Linked DNA regions of Mus musculus: all the other regions are linked to region 1. Evidence: chromatin contacts called from public Hi-C and HiChIP or PLAC-seq data. All regions are on one chromosome and are shown on one strand. The core of a region is the stretch at or near the end of the contact, and the rest is flanking DNA. Distances in the headings are between cores, read along the strand shown. Region 1 overlaps Inpp4b (inositol polyphosphate-4-phosphatase, type II). Region 2 has its middle 9.1 kb from the start of Gm31545. Region 3 overlaps Inpp4b (inositol polyphosphate-4-phosphatase, type II). Region 4 overlaps Inpp4b (inositol polyphosphate-4-phosphatase, type II). Region 5 overlaps Inpp4b (inositol polyphosphate-4-phosphatase, type II).

What was found. Hi-C and Micro-C count contacts between places; a contact is called where the count stands out from the background. HiChIP or PLAC-seq counts read pairs in DNA pulled down with a chosen protein or histone mark.
Region 2: a Hi-C map of uterus shows a contact between it and region 1, with 4 times the contacts expected there. The contact joins two enhancer-like sites. A contact is called at or near these places in 10 of 39 promoter capture datasets (the 3T3-L1 cell line, 3T3-L1-derived adipocytes, the HPC-7 cell line and 5 more), 1 of 15 datasets of contacts at CTCF or cohesin (large pre-B cells) and 18 of 484 Hi-C or Micro-C datasets (3T3-L1-derived adipocytes, the AML12 cell line, the G1E-ER4 cell line and 12 more).
Region 3: a Hi-C map of cortical neurons shows a contact between it and region 1, with 4 times the contacts expected there. The contact joins two enhancer-like sites. A contact is called at or near these places in 21 of 484 Hi-C or Micro-C datasets (the AML12 cell line, CD4 T cells, the G1E-ER4 cell line and 11 more) and 1 of 115 datasets of contacts at active chromatin or transcription factors (oligodendrocyte precursor cells).
Region 4: an H3K27ac HiChIP or PLAC-seq map of oligodendrocyte precursor cells shows a contact between it and region 1, with 13 times the contacts expected there. The contact joins two enhancer-like sites. A contact is called at or near these places in 2 of 15 datasets of contacts at CTCF or cohesin (the NIH/3T3 cell line and large pre-B cells), 2 of 484 Hi-C or Micro-C datasets (the 3T3-L1 cell line and neural progenitor cells) and 2 of 115 datasets of contacts at active chromatin or transcription factors (large pre-B cells and oligodendrocyte precursor cells).
Region 5: a contact with region 1 is called in an H3K27ac HiChIP or PLAC-seq map of regulatory T cells, with 5 times the contacts expected there. The contact joins two enhancer-like sites. A contact is called at or near these places in 1 of 39 promoter capture datasets (hippocampal neurons), 1 of 15 datasets of contacts at CTCF or cohesin (the NIH/3T3 cell line), 17 of 484 Hi-C or Micro-C datasets (B cells, the MC3T3-E1 cell line, MC3T3-E1-derived osteoblasts and 10 more) and 2 of 115 datasets of contacts at active chromatin or transcription factors (memory CD8 T cells and regulatory T cells).

The regions. Positions count from the first base shown.
Region 1 is chr8:82,026,286-82,028,842 of GRCm38.p6, forward strand. All of the region lies in intron 17 of Inpp4b (inositol polyphosphate-4-phosphatase, type II), which reads left to right. Among named protein-coding and RNA genes, the nearest start is that of Gm25267, 130 kb to the right of the region's middle. Within about 2 kb of position 1,271, at least 35 of the 459 cell types and tissues checked have an H3K27ac peak or open chromatin away from gene starts, as enhancers often do. A contact at or near this core is called in the G1E-ER4 cell line, Th1 cells, cortical neurons and 4 more, where this site is marked.
Region 2 is chr8:82,845,343-82,847,899 of GRCm38.p6, forward strand. No RefSeq gene overlaps it. Among named protein-coding and RNA genes, the nearest start is that of Gm31545, 9.1 kb to the left of the region's middle. Within about 2 kb of position 1,284, at least 31 of the 459 cell types and tissues checked have an H3K27ac peak or open chromatin away from gene starts, as enhancers often do. A contact at or near this core is called in the G1E-ER4 cell line and uterus, where this site is marked.
Region 3 is chr8:81,359,361-81,361,917 of GRCm38.p6, forward strand. The region is part of intron 1 of Inpp4b (inositol polyphosphate-4-phosphatase, type II); the gene reads left to right. Among named protein-coding and RNA genes, the nearest start is that of Gm51582, 18 kb to the left of the region's middle. Within about 2 kb of position 1,286, at least 37 of the 459 cell types and tissues checked have an H3K27ac peak or open chromatin away from gene starts, as enhancers often do. A contact at or near this core is called in cortical neurons and oligodendrocyte precursor cells, where this site is marked.
Region 4 is chr8:81,450,992-81,453,548 of GRCm38.p6, forward strand. All of the region lies in intron 1 of Inpp4b (inositol polyphosphate-4-phosphatase, type II), which reads left to right. Among named protein-coding and RNA genes, the nearest start is that of Gm51582, 110 kb to the left of the region's middle. Within about 2 kb of position 1,275, at least 31 of the 459 cell types and tissues checked have an H3K27ac peak or open chromatin away from gene starts, as enhancers often do. A contact at or near this core is called in neural progenitor cells and oligodendrocyte precursor cells, where this site is marked.
Region 5 is chr8:81,490,270-81,492,826 of GRCm38.p6, forward strand. The region is part of intron 2 of Inpp4b (inositol polyphosphate-4-phosphatase, type II); the gene reads left to right. Among named protein-coding and RNA genes, the nearest start is that of Gm51582, 150 kb to the left of the region's middle. Within about 2 kb of position 1,267, at least 24 of the 459 cell types and tissues checked have an H3K27ac peak or open chromatin away from gene starts, as enhancers often do. A contact at or near this core is called in Th1 cells and regulatory T cells, where this site is marked.

The sequences.
Region 1 (2,557 bases), core at 21-2,520:
TAGGGATTTGGCCCCTAGGGTGTTTGGAGAACCACTCTCTCCATTTCCCTCTTTAGCCGTCTAGCTATGGAATGAGCAATGTACTTCACCCATACTCTCTGTCATTGTCACAAGGAAGCCCACCATAGAGTAATGGATTTAGTCAGCCTGGGACTAGATATTTCAAAGCTTTTAGGCAACATAGATAGAACTTTGCTCTTTTCTAGGTCATTGTATTTTGACTAATACAGTCGGTAATGTAAGGAAGCCAAATCAGTATTTATTAGGGTAAGATAAATGCAAATTGAGTTTTCAATTCCTGGACCACAGTTAGGAAATGAATCATAAAGGCAAGAACAGGAAGAGAACACCCTCAGCCTGCAGAAATAACTATGAAGCAGCCAGACCCCAGCACACGCTCCTTTTCCTCAATTGCCTATCGCTGTCAGGATTTAACCTGCTTTTTCTATTTTCCCCTTAGGATATGTCTAGATTAGAGGCCTCAAGAGGGCCGGTGTCTAGGCTTATGATTAACATTGGCCACATGTATTGACTCACACAAAGAAACTCGCTGTACCTTGTGCTGAGGCATGCTCCCCAGTAATTTACCCTTCCATGCTCATATTGATGACTAGAATACTGTTCACGTGTGCACACCGAAAAGTTGAATTTTCAACACATGCTCACACAGAGGGGCTCAGAAAGAGCTGTAACTTTGCTGTCATAGCATGTGGGTTTTTGAAAGGGACATTCTAAGAGTATAGATCCCCATCCCCATCTCCTGTCCTTAACACTCAACCATGAAGGTGTTTTCATTTTGGTATTAAGTGAGATTTGTGTGTAATATAAAACACATGTTGGATACAGATTGGTTTGTGTTTACCTCAAACCATTGGGCATTTTGTCAGCTTCCTTTGGAGCTACTTCAGCTGTTCCTCTTCATAGAAATTCATGAGAAAATGAACAGAGCTGAGACATCTCTCAGCTCTTTGTAGGGCATTTAGTGGCTATTCGATCTTTTTAGCTTTTCTTCCCCCCCCCATATCTGAAAAGTTGTGATCCCAAAATTAAGACTGTCTACATGCTTTTGTGGAGTTAATTATTTTAAATGAGGAGAGAAAAATCAAATACCTGAGAAGAAAATGGCTCAGCAATTGGCAGGACAGCATTACACCACGCTACAGTTGGTTGCTACATGGCCCTTTTATTTTTCTCCCGAGTAACATAAGAGCCATTGAGCTCAGAGGACACGGACATCCTGTACAGGAAATAGATGGTGTGTGGAGGGGAGGGAGGGCACCCAGCAGTCATCCTTTGAATCCTTTAGCTAGTTTCACTTGAATACATTAGAGAAGGCTGTAAAAGGCTGGGAAGCAGAGATCTGCCTGGATGGCTTCCAGGTTCCATCAGAGCTCAGGAAAAGCTCAGCTAAGCCACATGCATTTTATGTTTTCCTGAGGAAAAATTCTGCTTGTTGGTCTCAGGGTTAAGGAGTCTCAGCAAGTTTTTATGAAGATACTAAAACATTCTCTTCATTTTTTCATCTGCTGCTGAAGGAAGCCCATGAGAGAACTACAATTCAGGGACTGCCAAGGTGATGAGCTATGAGGTACTGATGTGGTGGCAAACCATGATGCAAGCACAGGTGCTCTGCTTCCTAGGCACATCTTACCAATGTGTTTTCCCACGTATACACATGATCATACATGTGTGGTCATACACATGTGTAAAGTGGAAAAAAAACTAAACTCAGGAAAGTACATGTGAGTGCATGCATAGATTTTTACTTTGACCACAATGTAAAAAGAGATGGTTTTGTGTGAAGCACAAAACAGCCACCATGCAAATGGGGGACTATGGAAGGACATGACAGCAATGTGAGAAGAGTGAGCTCTTTTCCCCCAACCAATCATCAGCTTTAATAAGAAAATGGAAGCATAGTTTGCTCCTTGTAAGAACGCCATGAAATGTTCATTGTAGTAGGAAGACCATTTACGATCTGAACTCTGCCTCTCTCTGGCCCTCCATAGCCTAATGTGCTCACGTCAGAACTTGGGATTTGCAGAGTGCACTGGGTGTTAACATGGGAAAGAAACATGTAGTCATTGCAGTTGGCTGGGGCAGTTCCTTTAACTACTGGCAGAGCTGATAGTTTCTCTTTATAAAAGATACATATCTGTTACCTTCCTTGATGCCTTGTGTGTCTCCATAGAAAGCATACTGTCTTCCTCAAGTCATCTTACCATGCTCAAACACTTCCAACTCTTCAATTATAACGGTCTTCTAAATTCTCATTTTTCTTAAATTATAATCAAAAGTATATAATCACTATTTTTTTATAGAATGTGTGGTATTAAATGGAGATGCTGGAATGTTGCTAGTGAGTGAAATGCCTCCTGTTTCTCTTCAGTTTAGAGTACCTTTGTATTTCTATCCCTATTCTAGTAAAACTAGAAATGGTCTCTATCTTTCTCTCTTTTGTTTCCACCTCTGTCCCTCTCTCTTCTACTTTCCTCTATCCCACACTCTCTCATTCTGAAATTTATAAGTGGCCTGTGAAGCTTCCACTTTCAAAAAC
Region 2 (2,557 bases), core at 34-2,533, 820 kb after region 1:
ATTGTGGACTCAGCCAACCTTAGGACTGCCTACCCTGCACTTCTTCCTGTCTGAGAGGCTAAGTCCATTGCTTTTGAATATAGTCTTACCCAGAATCTTGCCAGTTGCTGCTGTATCTTTACCATCAACACAAGGTGCTGCCACAGTCTGAGACTTCCATGCTTGGGAATGCTTGGACTTTTGAGTTGAGTCTTTCTTCTTGTTTAGCTTCTTTGGGTCTGTGGAATGTACATGGTACCTGTATTTTATGGCTAATAACCACTTCTAAGCGAGTACATACCATACAGGTCTTTTTGGGACTGGGTTACCTCACTTAGGATGATATTCTCAAGTTCAATCCCTTTTTCTGAAAAATTCACAATGTTTTGGTTTTTAATAGCTGAATTGTATTTCATTGTGTAAATGTACCACATTTACTTTATCCATTCTCCAGTGGAGGGACATCTAGGTTGTTTTCAATTTCTGACTATTATGAATAAAGCTGCTGTGAACATAGTTGAATAAGTATCTTTGTGGGATGTTGAGTCACCTTTTGGCTTATATGTCCAGGAGTGGTATAGCTGGGTCTTGAGGTAGAACTATTCCCAGTTTTCTGAGAAAATGCCAAATTGATTTCTAAAGTGTTAGTACAAGTTTTGTCAGCCACTAGCAATGGTGGAGTGTTCCCCTTGCTCCACATCCTTGCCAACATGTGCTGTCACTTACATGAGTTTTTTGGTTTTTTTTGTTTTTTTTTTATCTTAGCCACTCTGATGGGTGTAAGATGGAATCTTAAGGTTGTTTTGATTTACATTTTCCCAATCTTTCTTTTAGTTGTCTACAGAAAAATTTAAATATAATGCACGCTGTTCTAGACTAGCAGGAACTTAGAGAGCAGATAGATCTTACAAAAGGGAAGTCTTTGGTTAAATGTCTGAGTCTGGTGAAGGCTGATATGACTCAGCAATTACCTTAGTGGCAGGCCCACACTCTCAGCCTGCCCTTAATCTTTACTGGCTGAATTAAATGATCATTTGGAGCTTACAGTGTTGACGAATGCTGGCTGCACTCTTTTGATCACCTTTGCTTCTGTCCATGCTTCCACCCTTTATAACTTACTGAAAACTCACCTGGTCATGACAAACTATGTGAAATCCAGCTGTTGGTTTGTGACCCCTTTGAGTTCCAGTCTGTGGCCTGAATTTTAAGCAAACTTGCTCAATTTTTAGACATGGTATAGGAGGGCCTGCTCTGTCTCCAAATACAGACCAGGACAGCAGCTGGGCATTTGTGCTCCCCATCTCTATGTGAACCAAGTTCCCTGACTCTTCTCAGCCACATTAGCCTGAATGCTGTCATTAGTCAGTAAACAATGGGAATTGTTTATCTTAACATCTGTGCTAATACATAATACGATGCTACACAGGCAAGGTACAGAACAGAATGATCTCTGTTTTTATTTCAGACTTCTTGGGAGTTCCTTTTCAGATTTATAAAAGCCACATCTTCTGCCCAGAGTAGGAGTGTCTGGCCACTTATGTGACAATAACGTAAGTTGGAATTTGGCCAAAGAACCAATAGCATTATCAGCCAGACACAGTCTTTCATCTTTTTGTCAGCTGTTAAGCAGAGATGTGAAAGGGTTCACATATGCCTTCCACATTGTTGAAATGACTCACAGGCCCACAGTGTGGGGTAGAGCTAGAACCTTTCAGACTCATAGCAAACAACATGGCAGGTACAATGATGATCTGTCCCGCAAGAGAAATCGAGGCACAGAGAAACTAAAGCCAAGGTCTGATGTTTGTGTCTCCCTAACAACAGACTCTCCTCTTTCCCCCACACATCACACAGTCAGTTTGAACCTGGAGCACACCTTCCCCATTAATCACCACTGCATTAATTAACTGTGCCTGATCATTTACCATGTACAAATTAGGATTAAAAGGCAAATAACACATTGTCTCTATGGCATCTCACAAGTGGAGAAATAGATGCTGAAGAGCCTTCCTTCCCCTGAACTATTCTAGAGCCACCTGCCCCCACTGCCCTCTTCCTCGTTAGCTATTATTGCTTGATTTTAGCCTACAAGGGCTATGTCAAGTACAGCCATCTTGTCTGCCTTAAACAACAGGGCTTTGCTTTCTCACAAGTGCACAATCTAGATGTGTGCTGGCTTCATTCCTTCTGAGGCTGCTCATCTGAGCTTGTGAATCGCAGCTGCTCAGGGTCTTCACATGACTATGTCCAAGCTTCTTTTATAATGGAGATGTTGTTCATACTTAAGGGCATACCTGACGCCCTCATTTTAATTTTAACTACCTCTTAATGATGCAATCTGCTATACTCACATTCTGAGATACCAGTGAGGACTTCAGTATATAATGGTGGGTGGAGGGGTTACAACTCAGCTCATAATACTATAGTAATATCTCTCCACCAATATCTCCATAAAGTGCTAAACTTCTGCAATGACTGCATACCCCCCTTCACCCAACACACACAGACACACAGAAAGACTTTAAAACCTTTCCCAGCCTGAGTCAGGAAAAGAACATAATTGTGCATGGTGTAAACC
Region 3 (2,557 bases), core at 36-2,535, 670 kb before region 1:
CTGCAATTCTGCCTGAAGCCTGAAGGACATCTGGTGGGCACTTTCTTCATCCTGCCTTGCTTCCTTCCTTCCTTCCTCTTTCCTATCCTTCTGCTGGTAAACATACTCAATATTTTCACTTATTCAAATGAATAAAACTCCCTTTCCCTCCTTTCTGTCCTCTGGCTACCTCCTTCCTCTTCCACAGAAGAGAACTAAGAACCAAGGCAGGAGTGTTCAAGATTTCCCACAGCTCTCATTTAAGTGTAGTCTAGCCTCCATCTCTATAGCTCCAGTGAAGGCAATCATGGTAACTGAAAAGGAGACTTTGTATATTTTAGGTATTTCTGTTTTTAATTTTACTTGATCATTTGGCAGTGTCAGAGACAGTTTTAACTCTTTTTTAAAAAAAATATTTTCTTGAATTTCTTGATACTGAATTCTTCCTAAACTTTAATTTTTGAATATAAAATACATGTACTGCATTATATAAGAAAAACTGAGCATGTCTATGCCTCTCCATATGCCTCTATTGTTCTGTGATTTGAATGATGTTAATCATTGGGTCAATCTGCGTAGATCAGACATGTCTAGCTTTTTATTTTTGTAGGCATCTCATAAATATTTAACCTTATGAGTTGTGACTAATTCACAGCCTCCTGTTAGAGACTCTTTACCAATGTCTGCCTAAAGTTTAGTGTAGAATCTACTCTATAGGGAGAGGACAATTTGTAATAATTGCATGGATGGGTGATCATAAGGCATCCATATAGAGTCTGATTGGTTTGTTGAACTATGAATGGGAGGGGGTTGGAAAAGACATAGAATCAGAAGTTCCAAATGATTTCACTTTATGTCAGCTTTCTGAGAGTATTGAATCTCCTCCTGGGAGCTATATTTTGACTTTTGACTTGTCTATACCTCCATACTGTAGAAAAGCTTAAGTGTTTTTGCTGTTTACTTTAACATTATATATCTGTGATAAGTGTGGTTCGGAGCTCTCAGCAGCCCCAGAAGTGATGGAGGTATTTTATTCTGTGAGCAAGATATTATTGAATCTCTTTTAGTAGATTTTGGCGGATTATTGTTGGCTTCCTCCCGCCCCCCCCCCCAATTAACCTTAGGACCTTTTAGTTTATGAGTGGATGGCTGGTTTTGAAGACTCTGTTTCAAGTGAAACAGATAAAATAAAATTAACTTCTGCTAATATTCAGAGCATGCAGCACCTTGACTACACAGAAGAGCAGCTTGAGCCAGTACAGCATGACTCAGATGCCAGCAGCACAGGCTTGGCTGGGAAATTCTTCCCACAAAGAACGGTTTGAGAGAACAAGTCATTGCTGAGGAGAGACAAACAAGTGATGCTAAGAAGCCCTGGCTTTGCCAAATGAGAGGCGACAATCCTGGATTGTCAGCATGCCAGGGTCTGATTTGTGCTCCCCAGGCAGATTTTGGATACAGTAGAGGGAGAAAGAGCCTGGGAGGTGATGGAGCAGCAGAAGGCATCAGAGGGCCTGTAGCAAAAGTCAAGATGCTTCAGTCTCAGGATCTGGAACTGAGAGCTATCTCAACAAGACTGCAAACTTCCAGGGCTTTTCAAAAGAAAACGGCTGTTGTACCTAATCTTGGCTATTTTCAAGAATGTGCTCGGTCATTCATTCTCCCTGTGTGCTTGAAGGTGGAGAGCTCTGGAGAGAGTGAATAAGAGACAGGCTTAGCTGGCTGTGAGTTTCTACTGAGAAGTAACATTGTAAAGAACAGTTCCCTGGGAAAGATTCTATAAGCAAGGATCAGGCCACCACAGATCTTTAGTCACTGAGCAATTTCAAATAACTGGAGTGGGAAAAAGTGTTATTTAGTTTTTAGTTTTCTGTTTTTTTTCTTGTGCATGTGATTTAAAATTTACACACAATAATTATACAAGCATCATGCCTTGCTAGAGCACTAAAATTACTTCTCGTATTTGATTATGACATAGTGCTCTCTGCCAACTCCCCCTCCCTCTCTCCTCTCTGCTGTCTCTGGTTCTTGGCAACCACCATTCTACTCTCACCTTGTGTGACTTAAACTCTTTGGACTCCAGATAGGAGCAAACTCATGTAGTAGCTGCTTTTCTGAGCTCGGTCTATTTCACTTACTATGATGATGCCTAGTTCTAGCCATATTACTGCAAATCACAGCATTTTATTGACTTTTTATGGCTGAAGACTGTGCTATAGTCATTTATTGCAAAGTGAAGCTCCTCAGACCAGGGCTGGAAGATGCCCCAATCCGTGGGTGTAGCAAGAAGTCATTAGGATTGGGTTTAGTGCTATGTCTATTTATCGAGTAATGATAGTAGGTTCCCCAGGGTCTAGGACCAGTCAGTCTAGTCAGGTATGAATTTAAAGGCATGAAGTGGTCAGTCACTCCCATGATGTTTGTGCGTTTGTGCCTCTATGGCACTGATGGGCATGTCTTGACAGGTTATTCCTTGTAGCTTTCAGGGTTCACAGCTGGGTATAATTGATATTAAGCATTTAAATCTTTTTTTTTTTTTTACATACCTGTTAGGAATTTGTATGTCTTTTGTAGAAAA
Region 4 (2,557 bases), core at 25-2,524, 580 kb before region 1:
CAGCAGGTCATGTTGGATATACATAAATATCTCATGAGAAGGGAAATGACAGGATTATATTTCATCACTATTGTTGACCATTCTATTCATAGCAGTTAGGTGCTCAAATGTACAAATGGAAGAATTTGAAGTAAAATTCTGTCACTTCATCAGGTATCTTAGTTAGAGTAACTTGCTATGATAAAACACCATGACCAGAAGCAACTTGAGGAAAAATGGGACTATTTTCCTATTTGTTACCACAGTTTATTATTGAAGGTAGATAGGGCAGAAAATTAAATAGGTTAGGAACCTGGAGGCAGAAGCTGATGCAGAGTCCATGGAGGAGGATTGTTTATTGGATTACTCCTCTTACCTTTCTAAGCCTGGTTTCTTACAACTCAGGACTGTCAGCCCAGAAGTGGCATCACCCACATTAGACTGGACCCTCCTATATCAATCATTTATTAAGAAAATACACTACAGGCTTTTCTAATGCCTGATATTTTGGAGCCATGTTCTTAATTGATATTACTTCCTCTCAGGTAATTCTTGCTTGTGTCAAGTTGGCATGAAAACTAGCTAGTCCATTAGGTCAAGACATAACTCACCAGTATAATGTTAAATCTGATGTATAGTCTTATAACACTATTGTTTAGAACATATTTTAACTATTAGGTTGCAATAAAATGACTTTTTTTTTAAAGTAAAGTTCCTTGGGTGGTACATCTATAGAGTTGTCAAAATAAAGGATTTTAATTTTTGCATGTCCTTAGACAGATGCATCTCCTCTACCTTCTCCTAGACGGGGTGTCTCAGGAAATATTTGTACTGTTCTGAACAAAATCTATAGATTCCAGCTCCATATTTATCTCAAAGGAGATACATAGGAAACCCTTTGTAGGTTACAAGTGACTTCCTGTTGGTAATCCTGCTCCTTCCCTTGGTCCTAGTATAAAATGAAAATTTGCCTTTCTTCAAAGAGCGCTTAGGTTGTATAATAAAGTGTGGCTGATAAAGAAAGCACATCTTTTCCTTTTTGAGAGATTTATAGAAGCAGACTCTTAGCTTTCAGGCTGTTGGTACCTGATCATGTAAAATATAATCTTATTTAAAGGACGACAGAGTGTCTGTAAGAGTCCAGTTCTTGCTGTTTGGCAGCTGCGTTCTATGACTCTTTCAAGGACAAAGAAGGGCTCATTAAGTCCAGAATTTCCCCAGCTGGTTGCTTTAACATCACATAGTAAAGCCAAGAAAGGACAAAGCCTCCTTGTTCTCCTACGGCAACCGGCAGGATGTTCAATTCTGGCACAGGAAAGACAGAGCTTTTTAAGCATTTGGAGTAGAGGCTGGGGCAGGAGAGAGACAACTGAGAACACGTGTGTCACATGGACTCTACACGTGAGATTTGACACTGGTATTCAGGAACACATGAAATGTCACCTCCTGACCTCACACTCCCCTGACTGGGAGTCAGCTTTGGCCTCCTGCATCTCTGCTTCCTACATGGAACAGTTTTAATTTTCTATCTTAGCTGCCTATGGTGAGAATCACTGGTTTTTATAGTCAGCTTGGATAACTCCTGGTTGCCAGTGCTTGGTGTGGGCTTTACATATTGTAAGGTATGTTCCACATCCTAAGTTGTGTTAAACTGGTAAAAATGGAAATTTGTTTTGGGAAAAGCAGATGGATGCAGAATAAAGAAAGCATCAGCAATAGTGGAATAATTTTAAAATTCATGGAAAACTACTGGAAATGTGAGAAACAAAATGTACAGTGGTCAGAACTAGTTAAAAATATGAGGTAACCTAAGTTTCGCATTAATTGTCTCTTTTGGAGAATGTACAAAATCATCCAGGCCCAGGGACTGTTTGTAGTTTTCCTTTTCATATATCAGCATGATGCCGTTTAATGGTTTAAATAATTCCAGAGTGAAAATGCAGCATTTACTTTTGGTCTGCTCAGCCTGGTGACTGTCATACAAAGACCCTTCCTCCTTCCCTGTGTGTCTGTCCTGCCAGGCACGATTTGCTCTCTGGTTCCTTTCCTTTGCTTCTAGCTAGTCTGCTGCCATCCTGAGTTTTGGTATCAGTTTCTGTATTTCCTGGTAAAAATCACCCTGTGGTGTCATCAGATCTTCCCATATTCTCTGCATTGTTACACAGTGCCTGAGCTTTTCCTGCCTTCCTGGTTCTGCACTTGCCCCTGGAGCTTTGCCCATTCAGAAAGGACCATGAGGTGGTAAAATACCATGATTTTCATCTCTCCCCACCATTTTCCCACTGAATTGGATCTTTAAAATGTGGGACTCTTAGTCTGCCCTGTCAAGGTCACTAAAATGAGTTTCATTTATCCTGAGCACAAATCAGAACAAATCCAACTACAAGTGACTAATTTTCTTCTCTTTATACTTTTGAGTTTTTCCAAATATTCCTTACTAAAAAGAACATTACAATGAGTAGCTATAATAGTGGTCTCATGTCTTTTTAGTGTGGCAGGCACAGGGCTATGTTCTTTAAAGGCATTTTTTCACTTCATTCTGCAGCAGCCATGTAAGGTTTGCATTACTGTCTCATTC
Region 5 (2,557 bases), core at 17-2,516, 540 kb before region 1:
CTAGATGCTCAAGACAGTTACTAGGATTCAGTATGGTGAAGGACTGGCCTTATTTTTTCCTCAAGCAATAGAAGGGGAGAATGTCAAATAGTTGCCTCTAGCCCCCTTTCTAATGGGACCATTAGTTCTGATCACCAGGAGGTCTTATTCTCATGTTCCCAAAAGACCTTCCTTAAACCCATCATGTTGGTAGTTAAGTTTCACTGTATGAAACTAGATAGGACCCATACAGACAACAGCAATGGCTAGACATTTGTCTTAAAAACCTATCATAAAGACAGAAGTACATGGACTGCAGTCACACCCATGTGAGCTCTCAGGCCTACTATGATAGGAAGAAGAAGTCATGATTAGCTATAGTCATCCTTTCTTTTAATAAACGCCTTCGGCCTCTCTCTATGGGCCATTAACTCTAGATGCTGGGATACAGCAGCCTACAAAACAGAGAGAAATCCCTTCTCTGCTGGATTTTATGTCATACTAAGAAGAGACAGATGGTAAACAAATGTCTATCACTCTAGAAAAGAGCTATAGAGAAAAGCAAGGGAAGGAGGGAGGCAGGGCATCTGTGGCAGGGTGAAGTTTCATATTTAAATTGGCAGGCCTGGAAGTCGCCAGTCAGATGCTGTTTAAGCAAAGACCTGAAGAGGTCAGTGAGTGGTCTGATCAAATGGATGGGCCAATTGAATTTTCTCTTTACCAGGACTGTGGGTCATGTATGCCAGCTCTGAGTTCAGACAGAGGAAAAAAAACAAGTCCATTGCAATAATCTTCACATGAGATGGTGGTGGATAGGGTTAGGTTAGTCAAACTGGAGGTGACACATGGCAGAGATGGTGACCTAGCAGATCTGTAACATCTCAAAGGCTGCAGCTGTTCTGCACAAGTTCTGAGGTCAGATTCAGGGCAGGGAACCGGGAAACAAATAAAAACACAGAGAAACCTTGGGAAGGCAGAACGATTCATTAGAGAGTGAAGCCAGAGAAGCAAAGATTATTCAAGCTTATAGGGGTCTGGGTAATGTTCAACACTACAGAGAACTTAGCAGGAATGTGCCCAAGAGGGGTGCACCACATTTGACAGGCAGGAGGCCATCAGTGGCCTCATCAAGGCAGCTTTGGCTGGTTGCTGAAGCTGAACATCTGAAAAATGGAGAAGTACACAGTGAAGATATGGATTGCCCTTTCAGGAAGCCTGATAGATACTGACACAACAGTCAAAGTTGTTATCATAATCCACAGTGAGATGTACATTTCCTCCAGTGATCTGCACATGTGCACAGACAGCATCCTGTACCACCAGAGCTGCTTTGTGACTTAATGAGTTCTCATGTGTATAGTGTATGCCAACATTCTTCATCTCCCTCATATAATATATTTTTAAAAATGCTTGCCAACAACAGATAAATTGATTCTGACTCTATCTCTAATATTGATTTATAATTTCCAACAATTTCATACACAACAGTTGACTAAAGAATTGCCACCTATAAGCTCATACTCAACCAGAAGGGCTGGCATCATATTTTGGACATTATGATCAAACTTTTAGACACATCATCCTTTCTTCATGTGTGGGATTTATACTCTTCGTGGTAGCACAGTTGTACAGAGAGTGGTTAGCATGTGCACGATCATGAGATTTATCTGTAACACAAAGAAAAAAGTAGAAAAAAAAGATTTGCCCTTGATGTACAGTTACAGTCACATTGTGTTCATAAGAAATCATTTCCTGCCAACAAAACGACATGGGTGTCTCCCTGTTTTGATTTTATTCTGTCTCTGTGATGTCTAATATTTGATCTGTAACCTTTGATCTGTGATCAGGCACAGGATAACTGTACTGGGGAGCTTGGTCCTCAGATGAAATATAGAATGGATCTTTCTTGAATAGGAGTTGGCATATATTATGGAAGAATAGACATCAAATACAAAAATGGCATTTAGTGATATATTTTTGAAAGGCAGAAAATCAGCATAAACTAATGAAAGCAATTTCTTCTTGGGCTGAAAGTCTGCATTAATAGAATTGTAAGGATTTTAAAGCAGAATGGACAATAAAATTTAAACAGTGAACAGAGGAAAGTATTGTAAGATCAGATATCAATCTTCTGTGCTACAGGATAGATCTGTCAGGTTTCAGTAGGAAGGTGAAAATAGAGATCTCTGAGGAACAGAGTGGATGCAAGCAGTGCTCCTTTGAGATTGGGTAGTTCCACACAGAGCTAGGTTTGTTGACTGACAATGAGAAGACAAGGGCTTTCTGTTTGGCTTTGGAAGGACCTCTCACCCTGAGCATGTATGATAAAAGAGGTTACTGAAGATTTGGGCTAGTCTGAGTGGGTGTGCTGCTGGGAGATCAGGACTTGGCTATTGATAGGTGAGCAGTTGTCAATTTGCAGATTCAAATCTTGCCTTTTCCTTTTGTTTTAAAGCGAAGGCCACAAATTGGCAACCTACCCAAAACATACAACACTCATAAATTTGTTTTTTTTCCTCCCTAGTATTTTATTCATAATATTTCAGATTTTATTCAACAGTAGCAAAATGCTACAGAA